Regions from separate parts of the Mus musculus genome. Here region 1 is linked to region 2. The links are chromatin contacts, called in public Hi-C maps. All regions are on one chromosome and are shown on one strand. The core of a region is the stretch at or near the end of the contact, and the rest is flanking DNA. Distances in the headings are between cores, read along the strand shown. Region 1 has its middle 280 kb from the start of Gm25935. Region 2 has its middle 77 kb from the start of Gm25935.

Evidence for each region. Hi-C and Micro-C count contacts between places; a contact is called where the count stands out from the background.
Region 1: a Hi-C map of pancreatic cancer cells shows a contact between it and region 2. The contact joins two enhancer-like sites. A contact is called at or near these places in 5 of 484 Hi-C or Micro-C datasets (the STO cell line, embryonic stem cells and pancreatic cancer cells) and 3 of 115 datasets of contacts at active chromatin or transcription factors (all in embryonic stem cells).

Annotation. Positions count from the first base shown.
Region 1 is chr17:93,524,871-93,531,152 of GRCm38.p6, reverse strand. No RefSeq gene overlaps it. Among named protein-coding and RNA genes, the nearest start is that of Gm25935, 280 kb to the right of the region's middle. Within about 2 kb of position 4,757, at least 29 of the 459 cell types and tissues checked have an H3K27ac peak or open chromatin away from gene starts, as enhancers often do. A contact at or near this core is called in pancreatic cancer cells, where this site is marked.
Region 2 is chr17:93,320,111-93,326,674 of GRCm38.p6, reverse strand. No RefSeq gene overlaps it. Among named protein-coding and RNA genes, the nearest start is that of Gm25935, 77 kb to the right of the region's middle. Within about 2 kb of position 4,619, at least 14 of the 459 cell types and tissues checked have an H3K27ac peak or open chromatin away from gene starts, as enhancers often do. A contact at or near this core is called in pancreatic cancer cells, where this site is marked.

The DNA of each region.
Region 1 (6,282 bases), core at 3,508-6,007, 200 kb before region 2:
CTATGCCACAAAACTGGGGTATTGTTGTTGTTTGTTAGTTTAAGTAAAGGACATAATAGTCTCCCATTTCTAAATGTAAGACACTCCAGTCTCATCCCACTTAACCAGTCTGGATAAGGTCTTCATTCATATGTTTCTGTTTCCACTTTCATTCTGTCTTAACTATCATGCTTTCCATCCATTATGCTGCTTCAGAAACATTGGGTTCTGCTGTATCCAAACAGGACAGTTTCACATGAACCCCTAAGGTCTCTCCACTTGCTATTCATGTCAGAAGCATCCCCTATACCTGTGTGACATTTTCTCTTCACTTTACTTGGGTTTTGGTTCAAATGACAAGTATTCACAAACAAGTTTACGTAGGAGACTTTACTCTAAGTAGATAATATTCTGTTTTTACCTGCTCACATTTCTAGGCTCTGTGTTTATTCTTAGTATTATTACTTCCCTATATCATGTATTTATTTATTATCTCTACAACATGAATTACAACCGCTGATAGAATATAAAAATGTACAACTTTTAGATATACAACTTTTTATTCAGTTGTATCCCAAGCACTTAGAAAAGTATCTAGTACATGCATAAACTATACAAGATTAATTAAATAAAGGAAAACAGATGGAATAATTTGAATTAACCATAATTTCATGGACAGCAAATTTGCTTATTTATAGTATTAGCTAAATTCTGTTTTACCAAGTAGAATAAAGCAATAAAAACTCTATTAATTAGATGTCCACCTCAACTGAATCTGAAAAATAAATCTGGTGCTGAGCTGCCTTGGAAAATTAGGACAATGAAGACAAAACCTACTTCATGTAGAAGTGTACAGTCAAAAGAGCTACAGCATGCCTGAACTTTTGAAAGTGTTAACTGCTATGGTGTCTACCCTGCAGGTATCGCATTGACATCCAACTTGAACTCTCAAAGTATACCCCATAAGATAATCTCTTGTGGGTTGTTGGCACAATTTTCCTTTTTTATTTCTGTCTATAAAACCCAAATTAAGAGATAATTATTTGAAGGATGTAACACTTTAGTTTTCTACAGTTTTGACATTGTAGATCCAGCTTGTGGTACAGCTCACAAGCTTCGGATATTATGACCCAGAGCCCCTAGTAGAAACTAGGGTTACAGCTCACAGGCCATGGGTATCAAGATCCACGGCCCTTAGAGTTTATCAGTTCTCTTGAAGTATTCCAGTGACCAGGGCCTATAATTCCTCAGCTTGAGAACTTTACAACCTTCTACTTTTTCTTTACTTCCCCCATCATTCATCATTTTCACTACCGTTCCATGCCATCTCTAGCCAAGTCTTTTGGAACCCAATCACCTTCTCACTGCCAACACTGTTGTTGTTTCCGTCTAATGTCACTGAGTCTATTTCCTCTCTGTATTACCAGTTCAGCTTGCTCTATTAGCGATAAAATAAAGGCAAAGATTCACATGAGAAGACAGTGCAATAGGTGCTTTTTATTGTACTTAATATGGGAATACAGCACAGATGAGTTATACTGCCTCAACAAAGGTGTGATGTAATTTTCAACAACCACAGCATAGCTTCCAGTTCTATGACTTTTGGGCCTCACATGAGGAACTGCAACAATCTCCATAAGACTGTCAATCACTAGATTTCTGCTGGGCTTCCATGGAGATGGATTCTACCTCTTAACCTGAATGAGAGAATATAGGGAGTTATCTTATCATGATGTCTTCTTCTAAAACAAGAACAAAATATGTGATGTGGCTGTAGCTGGAGATAGCACCACTGGAGCTTGAGCTATGGTTTTGTTTATTCTAGCCCTCATGGCTGGAGTGGGGTGTGCTTCAAAGTGATAATGCTAAAATCCATTCTTTTTAAAAATTTTTTTTTAAATTTTATTTTATTATTTATGTTGAGGCATGTGAAAGAGAAGAGAGAGAGAACATGAAGATCTGAGCACATGATTCACAAATGAGTTCTTGCCTTCCACCATGGATTTAGGTCATCAAACTCAGATCATCAAGATAGTGTAGCAAGTGCTTTTACTCACCAAGCAACCTCACTGGCCTGGTAGTAGTGAATTTAAAATAACCCAAAGCCTTAGAAGTAGGCTCTTGTTGCCAAAGGGATGTTTGGCAGATAGTTTCTTACTTCAGGCTGGTTTGACTTGGAGTCAGGGGTAGAATCTGACAACTGATGCTCAAGATATTGAGAAACTTGTTCCCAATAGTTAAAGTTATCTGAAGAAAAGTAATCTAAGCACATGTACATCAAATAACTGGTATGAAACTATCATTCCTAAAGCAGTGCCTAACAGGTTTGGGGCATTAGATGATTAACTGAGTTCATCTCCTGCCAAATGTCCCTCGGAAGATTAGGATCCCTCTGTCCGCTTCTACTATGTTTAAATAGTACCTAAACTCTCTTACTATGAAGACCAAATAGGCAGCACCCAGCAAAGATGTTGGGGAAAGAAGGAGAAGTAGATAAGTCTAATGATTGAAGAAATTCTATCATCTAAGTATATTTTATTTTAAGTATATTTGAATAATTTAAGTCCAATTGTAATGATGCCTGTAATTCATTGCAGAATGTTAAAAACTGTGGCTAAGCTAGAACTTTAAACACAATAAATATTTACATCAGAGGTATCTCATGTGTCCTATAAATATGACACTTGCCTAGAATGAGAATGTGCATCCATATCAGCATAAGTACTCACTTAAAATAAGAAAGAAATCTCTAGGCCTGTACATTTTTCTCTGAGGATTGGCACAACAATACAAAGTTAATCCAAGAAGTCTTTTCTGAGTTACAATGACTACATTAAACAGACAGAATTTCTCTTAATCTATCCACAAAAACCTCTGATAACCCAAATAATAATTTGACTCAGTAGAGCTAACATGGCTCTCAAGACAAACTCTCCATTGTCATTTGCATGTGTCTGGAGAGAGTCAAAGAAGTGTCTAATCTTAGGTGGGCAGGGAGAAATCTCTGAGAGATGCCCAGAGAGACATGGGAAACAAAACAGAGAAAAATTGAGGAATGATTGTTAGAAACATTTCTGAAGCCAAAAATAAATAAATAAATAAATAAATAAATAAATAAATAAATAAATAAAGGTCAGTTTCATAAAAAACAATGACTAAAGTTGTCATTTCTCCCCTCTGAGTTCCAGCACAAGGCTAATTTTGAATGGAAATTTTTGAGATACATGCTAAAATATCCTACAGATGTTAAAAAACAAATTATGAAATTTCAGAATCCTTTGTAGTTTCTTCAGTCACATTTTCTGCCTGTAAATTCAAAGTTAATTTTCCTGATACAAAACAAAAACAAAAACAAAAACAAAACAAAACAAAACCTGGTACATCAGTTTCTGGGAAGATTTTTGTCTGTAGTATTCACTTTGAAGTAAATGTTATTGCATATAATAATGTATTACAATGTACTCTCTGTAGCATTCCAATTTTACAGCTGTAGTTTGAAGAAACAGAAGCTTCAATTTCCCCACATTTGCCAGAAGAAATTATTTCAATTAAGTAAAACTCAATTAACTAGAATTTAGGAAGAATCAGGGTTGGAGGATATAAGCTTAGGTTACATATTTATATTCCATCTTGAAACCTTATCAAATAATTTTATTGGTGCTAAAGACTGAATCCAGGCCCTATAATATGCTATATAGACACCATGAGCTATGCCCTCAGACCCAAAGACTATTTTTAAAGGAATGAATAAATATAATAAAAGTGGGGGAGAAAACAGCCACCAAAATGTGATGTTTATTACCAGATATATTTATACTAGAAGAAAATCTTGGACCCTGAGGATATTTTCCACTAAAAGAAGAAAACATATTTTTGGCACAACATAAGTACCTATAGCAACAGTGATTGAGAAATCAGAAGGAAGAAGCATTTAAGAATTAACCTCCTGGGATCAGGTAAATGAATCGCAAACAGGGTGGGTTATTTCTCTTAAAAGCCTTTCAGTATTATTTACTTTGTTTATGTTTGTTATATTATGAAAGTAAAAGTTAGTATAATAAGTTAAAATTAAAATAGGAAATTATTGAAAGGATAATCAAACTTTTCATGAAATGTGAAAGAATATGTGGGTAGGTTAATGTAATAGGCTTTTGTGATGTTAGATAGTTGTCTTCTAATTCTCCCCAAGTCTCCTATGAACTTTACAGACCCCTTGTGGTAGGTCAATATTATTCCTGAGTGATTTGTGAATGGAAGTGAGACATGGTATTTCTGGGATTGAGCACTTAATTGTTGACTAGTGACTCTTCAGAGCATGTGTACTTCCTAGCCATCACTGTAAGCAACATTTAAGAAGGTTGTCCTCTATATACTCGGTACTACGATGAGCAAAGCCCTCCTCTGACCCATAGTAGACATGAGTATTCACCAAGAAATACTCTAGTATTATTTAAACACTGGGGTTTGTAGTGGGACACTCTTTGACACTACCAAATAATGTAAACCATCTTAGATTCAGAAACATACCTGAACCTAAAGGAGAGTATAAATCCAAGACCATCAGTTTCCATCTCTGCTTTTCTATAAATGTGGTTGTGTTTCCCTGTCCTTTTATTTTAGCAGCAATGCAGTTTCTGGCAGCTCCACGACTCCTACCTCCCACAGATTCCATCTACCAAAGACATTTTCATCCAGGTTTTTAGGTCAGACTCATTCATGGATAAATGTGAGTCACTAAGAGGAGTCATGAGTCAGAATCAGGAAATGACAAATCAGAGGCTCTATAACTCATGTGACCCATCAACTAGCTGGAGTGCTTTTACTCTTCCTGGAGAGAAATCTTGAGAAGTCCAGAAGCTTTTCAAAGGTGGAAATCTGGCAGCTTTTTCTATCATTCTGCATTGGACAAAAGTGAGGAGCAGCAAAAATCAGGTGGAAACAGCCATACTAGGTGCTGCTCTAGAGAGATCTGCTCTCCTGTAGGATTTAACCATCAAGACCTCTGGCTCTATACGTTCCAGGCTTAGGAAGCCAACATTCCCTGGGCTGCAGCTGCTATTGAAGCTTCCAGGCAGGCTTAGATATTATAATCCCTCAGCCCTTGACAAGAGCCAATGTTAATTGTTTGGCAATTAACATTAATTGCCTGGGTTTCTTGGCCATAAACTCTTGCCAGTTCTCTGTAACTCTTACAGTGACCAAAGCCTGGAGCTTTCTTCTTCCAACCATTTATTCTTCTTTTCCAGCATTTATCCTTGTTCAGGCTGAGTTCTCTACCCTCTGTTGCTATATTTGTAGTTACATTACCTGTCTTCCTGCTCTGGCTATTCTCAGTGCTCAGCTACATTGTTTCTTCAGCTGTCTCATGGCCAGTTGCCTTTCAGCATTCACACTTTGGCCTACCTACTGCCCAGGCTACTGCTCAGCTACTGCTTCTTGTCTTACTGCCTGTCATCATGGTTAATCTACCATCTTTATTCATGTTACCAGCTCAGCTGGCACTAATGAAAGTAGGAAAGAAAAACCAAAACAACAACAACAACAACAACAACAAAAACCACTTGATAAAAGCCTTTATTGGCCTGTCTTAGTCAAGGTTTCTATTCCTGCACAAACATCATGACCAAGAAGCAAGTTGGGGAGGAAAGGGTTTATTCAGCTTACATTTCCACATTGCTGTTCATCACTAAAGGAAATCGGGACTGGAACTAAAGCAGGTCAAAAAGAAGGAGCTGATGCAGAGGCCATGGAGGGATATTCTTTACTGGTTTGTTTCCCCTGGCTTGCTCAGCCTGCTCTTTTATAGAACCAAAACTACCAGCCCAGAGATGGTACCACCCACAAGGGGACCTCTCCACTTGGTCACTAATTGAGAAAATGCCTTATAGCTGGATCTCATGGAGGCATTTTCCCAACTGAAGCTCCTTTCTCTGTGATAACTCCACTCTGTGTCGAGTTGACACAAAACTAGCCAGTACATGGCCCAAATATTAAAACATTCAAAAGGTAAAGAACTTGTAATTCTCTATAATGATAGAGAATTATAGAGAGAATTGTAACTCCACCAATTCATTAAGAGATTCTGAACAGCCTACTTACATAGCCAGAGAAGGGCTGTTAGTATCAATTGCAGTATACATCACATTCAAGTGATAATCTGCATTTTCACCAAGTATCACACTCCTTCTGAAGGGCTGCTTTGACCTAGGTAGAGATGGTTATGGAGTCATCTAGATTCATCAGGCTCATGGCAGCAAAAATTCTGATACAGACTGTTTCAAACAGCCCTGGGTGAGGTTACAT
Region 2 (6,564 bases), core at 3,370-5,869:
AAGCTAAAAGCTCTCAAAAGAGGCAGTGGATACCTATCAACTCTTTTCTATACAGCATTTCTATCTCATATAGCAGCAGTTTGCCTAAACACAAGAATACAGGTTTTTTTCCTCTGTTACAGGGTTCTGTATAACCTGTCCACCAGGAGTTTGCATAAAATCATGTCAATTCACAAAATAAAGAAATTTCAGGCTGAACACTGGTGATGCATGCCTAGGGAGTCATGGGCAGGCAGGTCTCAATGAGTTCAAGACCAGGCTGGTCTACCGAGCAAGTTCCTGGACAACCAGGACTACACACATACACACACACACACACACACACACACACACACACACACACACACACACACACACACACACACACAGTCTTGAAACCCACCCCCTCAAAAATTTCAAAACAGTTGTTTGGTGACATCAATCAAAAAAGCAATTCATTAATAGAAAGAGTTTCCTCTTTGGATAGTAATATGAGATTCACAGTTTTCCCCCTTTGTGCTTACTTGTACACAGCTGAGCAGAGAATTGTGCATCAAGCATTACATCTTAAATCAAAACTGTCTCTAATGGTAGATTCCAATACTCTTCTTGGGTAAGCCACAGGTTACAATCCCATGGAGAATTTTACCAAATGCCAGTGTTCCAGCCAACCCAAGCTAGGCAGATCAGACTCTCCAGGAGGTTTTTTGAGAGTTTCCCAAAGGGTATTAAGATGAATTGAGACTAGCTGAACCCAGTGTCCTCTTCACTCCCTTCTTTCAACTCAGAAATACACTGTACTTTCTCCTCTCTTGAGACTGTATTTCCCAAGCTTGCCTACACAGCTTACAAATTTCTGAAAAACAATTCCATTCTTAGTCTATAAGCCCATCTCTGATGTTTGACTAGACAATCTAAATGATCAGCAGTTTGCTACAAACAAAAAGCAAGTAGTCAGAGAATGCTTGAGGGCAAAATGAAAGCAACAGCTTCCTGGCTAGAAATCAGACTTTACAACTCAGACCTCATTTCCCTATCCCCATATGGTTAAATCCCATCCTCTTAAGGTAGGAATTTTGAAGCTCTCCTACTGTCTCCTTGTGGGTTCTACAACAACCTCAACAGACAGAGAGAAAAACAAGCTACAAAATAAGCCCATTTCCTCCTCATCTTCTATCTCAATGGACAAAATATTGAAGCCCAAATTGAAATGTTAGAACCAGGAATCCTAACTCAATCAATAATGTTTCTCTGAGGTTTTTTGTTGTTGTTGTTGTGGCTTTTGGTTTGGTTTGGTTTGGTTTGGTTTGATTTGGTTTGTTTTGCTTTGGTTTGGATTTTTTTCATTTTGTGGTTCAGGAAAACACCACAGATTTCCCTAATACAGTCAGTCACTTTTCAGAAATCAAAACTATACTATAAGAAACATTAAAGAATACTAATATGAAGGGCATGAATGCATACAACTTATTTTAGAATCCATAAAAACTAGATGGAGAACTTTGGACTTACTTACAGAGCATGAGTTGGGGAGTATTGTCAGAAGTTTGGGTGACCCCAAAACAGCCTCACTAGAAAGTCTTCACCCAGTATAAATAACAATTGCCCAATACTCACATAAATGAGTGGAATTCCCTACAAATTAACTTTCCCCAAACTAATTAGCTCTTCCAGAGACCAAGTACAATTAGATACATAAATAGATGTTGCAGGCAAATTGCTGGAAGGAGTGAGTGGAATCTCAGGTCCATTGACCCTCCTGCCCACTGCTTCTGTGAGAGAATGTAAAAACTCCACAAGCCTGAAGCTTGTGATAAAGCTTGATGAAGATGGGTGCTGTTTTGTTTCTAACACTTGGTTCTACAATACACAGAGATGATAATGTAGATACCTAACGATAGATAGATGATAGATAGATAGATAGATAGATAGATAGATAGATATACACAGATATGTAGATATATGATATTCAAGAAATACAACTGAAAGATGATAGATAGATGGATAAATAGATGAGAGATATATAGATGGAAGGATAGATGATTGATAGGTGATAAATAGGTAGATAGGTATAACATAAAGATTAATTGAAATATTCTCTTGTAGCCACGGGTTACTGGGTTCCTGAAAGGAAAGCTAGGGATGGATGGGAAGTATGATGAGAGAAATAACAAGCCAAGACAAAGTTCTTTGATCAATGCTCAAATTTTAATGTACAGCACTGAATATATGTGGGAAAACCCAAGGACCCATCCCTTTGTTTCAACTGGGTACTGTTGTTTGTTTCAGCTGTATTGACTTGCAAAGTAGGTTCTACAGCAGCTCAGCTAGCCCCTCTTAAAAGCAGCTTTTTAGTAGGGTCTCACCTGCTGTGCTTGACTCCTGGCTAAGGGTGTGGGACAACTTAAATCAGCCTCCACTGTGCAAAATGAGACTGAATCAAGAGATGGAGAGCTAGCAGATAAAGTTTTAACCATTTTTCCTTTTCAACATAAAACAGAACAACAGTCATTCAGACAACGGAACAAAAACATACAGAAATTAACACAAGGACAGATTGGTGCACCAAACACAGATAATACAGAGAGGGTAGAGGACTTGATTTAACCAGAACTAAGGATGTCTTCTGTAGGGGCCAGAGAGGAAGCAGGATGTCTCCTGATTTCCTTCTCTCTTGATCTTTCTCTCTTTCATGTACCTAGCATCTCCTTTTTATTGTTGTTGTTGTTGTTGTTGTTGTTGTTTTAAACTCTTTTTATTTTATTTTATTTTATTTTAAGCCCTACTCGTCTCACCTGATGTAGTTCTTGTCTTCGGACAAATGCCTGTTTAGAATTTTCCAGTCCCATTTTCCACTGCCAAACCCTAGCTGATAGCAGCATTGGGCTGATGCTGACTCAGTCTAGCCTGTATCCTTTTTGCATCCTTGCAATCAACAGCCTTCAAAAGATGAAATTTATAGTGCTAACATTAATGCTGTATGTTGTTTATACACATATACATATACACAGATATATAGATATATGATATTCAAGAAATACAACTGAAAGATGATAGATAGATGGATAAATAGATGAGAGATGTATAGATGGAAGGATAGATGATTGATAGGTGAAGGGGCCGGCTTTCCATTTATGCACCTGCAGTGCCAACCTCCCAACAGTTCCATGGGCTTAGGACCAATTATGAAATACATTAGCATTAATTAGGATTAGCATTTGGTGGACATTTCAAACGCAAACTATAGTAAACATATGTATCTTAAAAAGCAAAGATCATTAAGCCCTGTATAAGTACCATAATACTAGAAAAAGATATCAATGCCATTAGTTATAAATCGACATGACTCTCCTTGATATTGTTGCCTTGCTGTAGTTTGAATGAGGAAGTTCCCTCACAAAATCTTATACTTGAACATTTAGTCCCTTGTTGATGTTGCTGTTTGGGAGGTTATTGATCACTTAGGAGACAGATCTACATTGGAGGAAGCATGCCACTGGTAATACATTGTTAGTTGTTCTCTCTCTCTCTCTCTCTCTCTCTCTCTCTCTCTCTCTCTCTCTCTCTCTCCCTCTCCCTCTCTCTCTCTCTCTCTCTCTCTCTCTCTCTCCCTCCCACCCACACTTCCCTTGGATAAAAATGTGATAAGTCAACTTCCTGCTCCAGCTTTTGTCTTGGACTCTTTTCCTCTGGAACTGAAAATAAACCCTGGTTTTCTTTAGTCACCTTTTGGTGAAGGTATTTAATCACAGCAACAGGAATGTAACAAGCACAGTGCTCTTTGACCTCAAATTACTTTCATCTACCTTTTGGTTTAAAAACTGAAAAATTTTTTCCCATATAACCAAAACTCTAAATCAGTAGGCATAGCTTAAAAATTTTTTCCTCAGTCCTTAGAGGAAGAGAAAAGTTAATGAAAATTCTTAATTCTTTGCCTGTATTCAAACGGGCATTCAAGATGTTTTTATTTGAAAGGGAAAAATTCTCTGGAGGTAAATTTGATATTTGCACCACAGGAGCAAGATGAATGTGGTCAATCTCTACCAAGTGATGCTATATTCAGTCTCTTCTTTTCAGCTGGCAGGGCATTAGCTAAGATTGTCTGCCTGAAATATTTCTTTAAAATTCCACGATGATTGGTATAGTTGCTAGGCACCAACCTGAGCTGGAAACGGCTGAGTTGTCAGATGTCAGGGCAGCTGATTAAGATGGCAAGTTCAAATAAAAGTTACAAGCAAGCCATTAGTCACGTATGGCAATAATCTGAGCAAGAATATAAGACAGAAAATGTCAACTACATTCTGCCCCATTTTCTATGATGGAAGAGTACCAGTCTAGGATCAGGTAATAAGTACAGACATGGGGGTCATTTTTCTGCCAAAGGCAGCCCCTAACAAATGTTCCTGCAAAACAGAAGAACCCAAACAATGGGAAGAGTGGTAGGAAGAGCACTGGAATTGAAAAGCACTAATTGCTGAGTCAGACAGAAGGTATATGTCCTTTGGTTTCTTCCTCACATTGTTGCGGGAAATATTAAAAGTGGAACTGTCTCGTTCCTGCGGTTGTGCCTCTGCCCTGGGAGCCTTGCTGGCCGTGTACTGGCAGGCAATGGCCAACCTGTTTTTATCTTGTGGAGACTCTGACTCAGAACTCCACAATATCTCCACCCAGCACACTAGGTTCCCACTGGCAAGTCACTACCACACCAGCCCCATGTTTCAAATCCCCCACGGCCTTTGTGGTACACCTCTGGCAAACCCATGCTTTACCACGTACCTTTCTCTCTTGAACCCAGATGAGCCAATACGTGAAGGAAAATGCAACACAAACTTAGTTCAGAAACAATGGCAACTCAATCTCTGGGTACAACAATGAAAACCTAATCTTGTAAGTCGTATTAAAATCTGATTCCTCCAGTGGACCCACATTGATACCGGGAAACTCTATCAGCTACATCTTACCCCTTTGCTGTCCCCATTCCAAAAAAGACCTCACTGCTCTCTGCTTCCTCTCTTCCTCCCTCCAGCCTGGAAGTCCCGCCTACTCACCCAGTGATTGGCTCCTTTATTCACTAGGGTATTGGTTTTCAAGAAGTTATCTGAATATGACTCACTCCTTGTCCATAGCCTTTCCCAGGATAGCAGAATTAGCATACAAACAGCACGAGGCCCATGCACAACACTTCCCCCTTTCTGCTCTAATAAAAAACAAAGCCTATTGATTTAGAGTTTTGGTTGTATAGAAAAAAATATAAATAGAGCACAGCTCTTATCATTTTGTAATCTATAAGATATGGATAAACCTAATACCCAGTCCATCAATTTTGTCATTAAGATAGAACATTGTTATCTATTCTAAATTAAAAGCCTTATCATTTTACACCTGACTCGTGTCCTGGCTTTAGATTGTATGCCATCTGAAAACTATCCTCTCAAATCTATTCTCTCAAAATAATGAGACTTTAAGTAGTTTTTCAACCCTGTAAGAAATCTGAGAATGAGCAACACTAAATGAAAGTATATAGGAAACCTAACATAGCTTTCAGAACTGAGTCAAATTGTAGAGACAGATGCCAACTTATACAGCTCCAATAAGTCAGGAAGATGGAACATGTCTTCAGTTCTGGCCCAGGATCATTTGACAGACCTTAGAGATATAGGAATATTAAGAACTAGCCTATTCTGTCTCGGCAGAACTAAGCTGTTCTAACTTGTAAATTGTATCCTTTCAAGAACAGTACAGGTTTGCAGGAAAGATTGGCAATTTTTTTTGCCCAGTGGTGACATAGCAGCAAATGTACAGCCTACCTGGTGGTAAGATGCTCAGTTTCCTCTTTGAATCCATGAATGGGAATTTGTTAGGAGCAGATTTGTCTCAACAGCAAGTGAATAAATAACATTAACTGTAACATCTGTGGATTTCTGGAAACCAACTATCTATATAAAGTATTCTGGACTGTTCTCCATTAACTACTCTCATTTATTTCTAATTAAAATGTCTGAAAACACCCTAACAATAAACTCAGAGCTATGAATTTGCTATTTGGCCCTTAACTCAGAGGCTTAAGCATCTCAGATCAGTTTATTATAACAGGTACAGAAGGACTGTGCCTAAGCCCTGTACTTTTAAATTTTTTTTATCAATAGAACAAATTTATACCAATGAAAACCTTGATTTTTGTATCAAAGTAAATTCTGAACCAAAATTAAAAATTATGACTTCAACTTAATAACAATTAAAAAGATTTCTACAAAGTGAAATTATGGGTATGCAATCAATTCTAGCTATTCCTCCCTATTCCAATTATGACCATTTCTACATTCCCTAGATTCCCTATAATAACACTCTCCAGCCCCAAAGCCCAGGAAACTGGGGCAACAACTCTTCATAACTTCTTCAAGCTGAAGGTGGGTATTTAGATATTTTTAAGAGGGGGGTGGGGATAGAGTTGGTTGGTCTTAAGAAGGCCACACCAGTGGTTGATTTAGTCTCTGATGTTTGTGTCTTGACTGGATCTGGCTAAAAGTCCAAGACATTGGGAGTTCAAGTGGAGACTCACCAAGGCTGTATATTCTGTAATATACA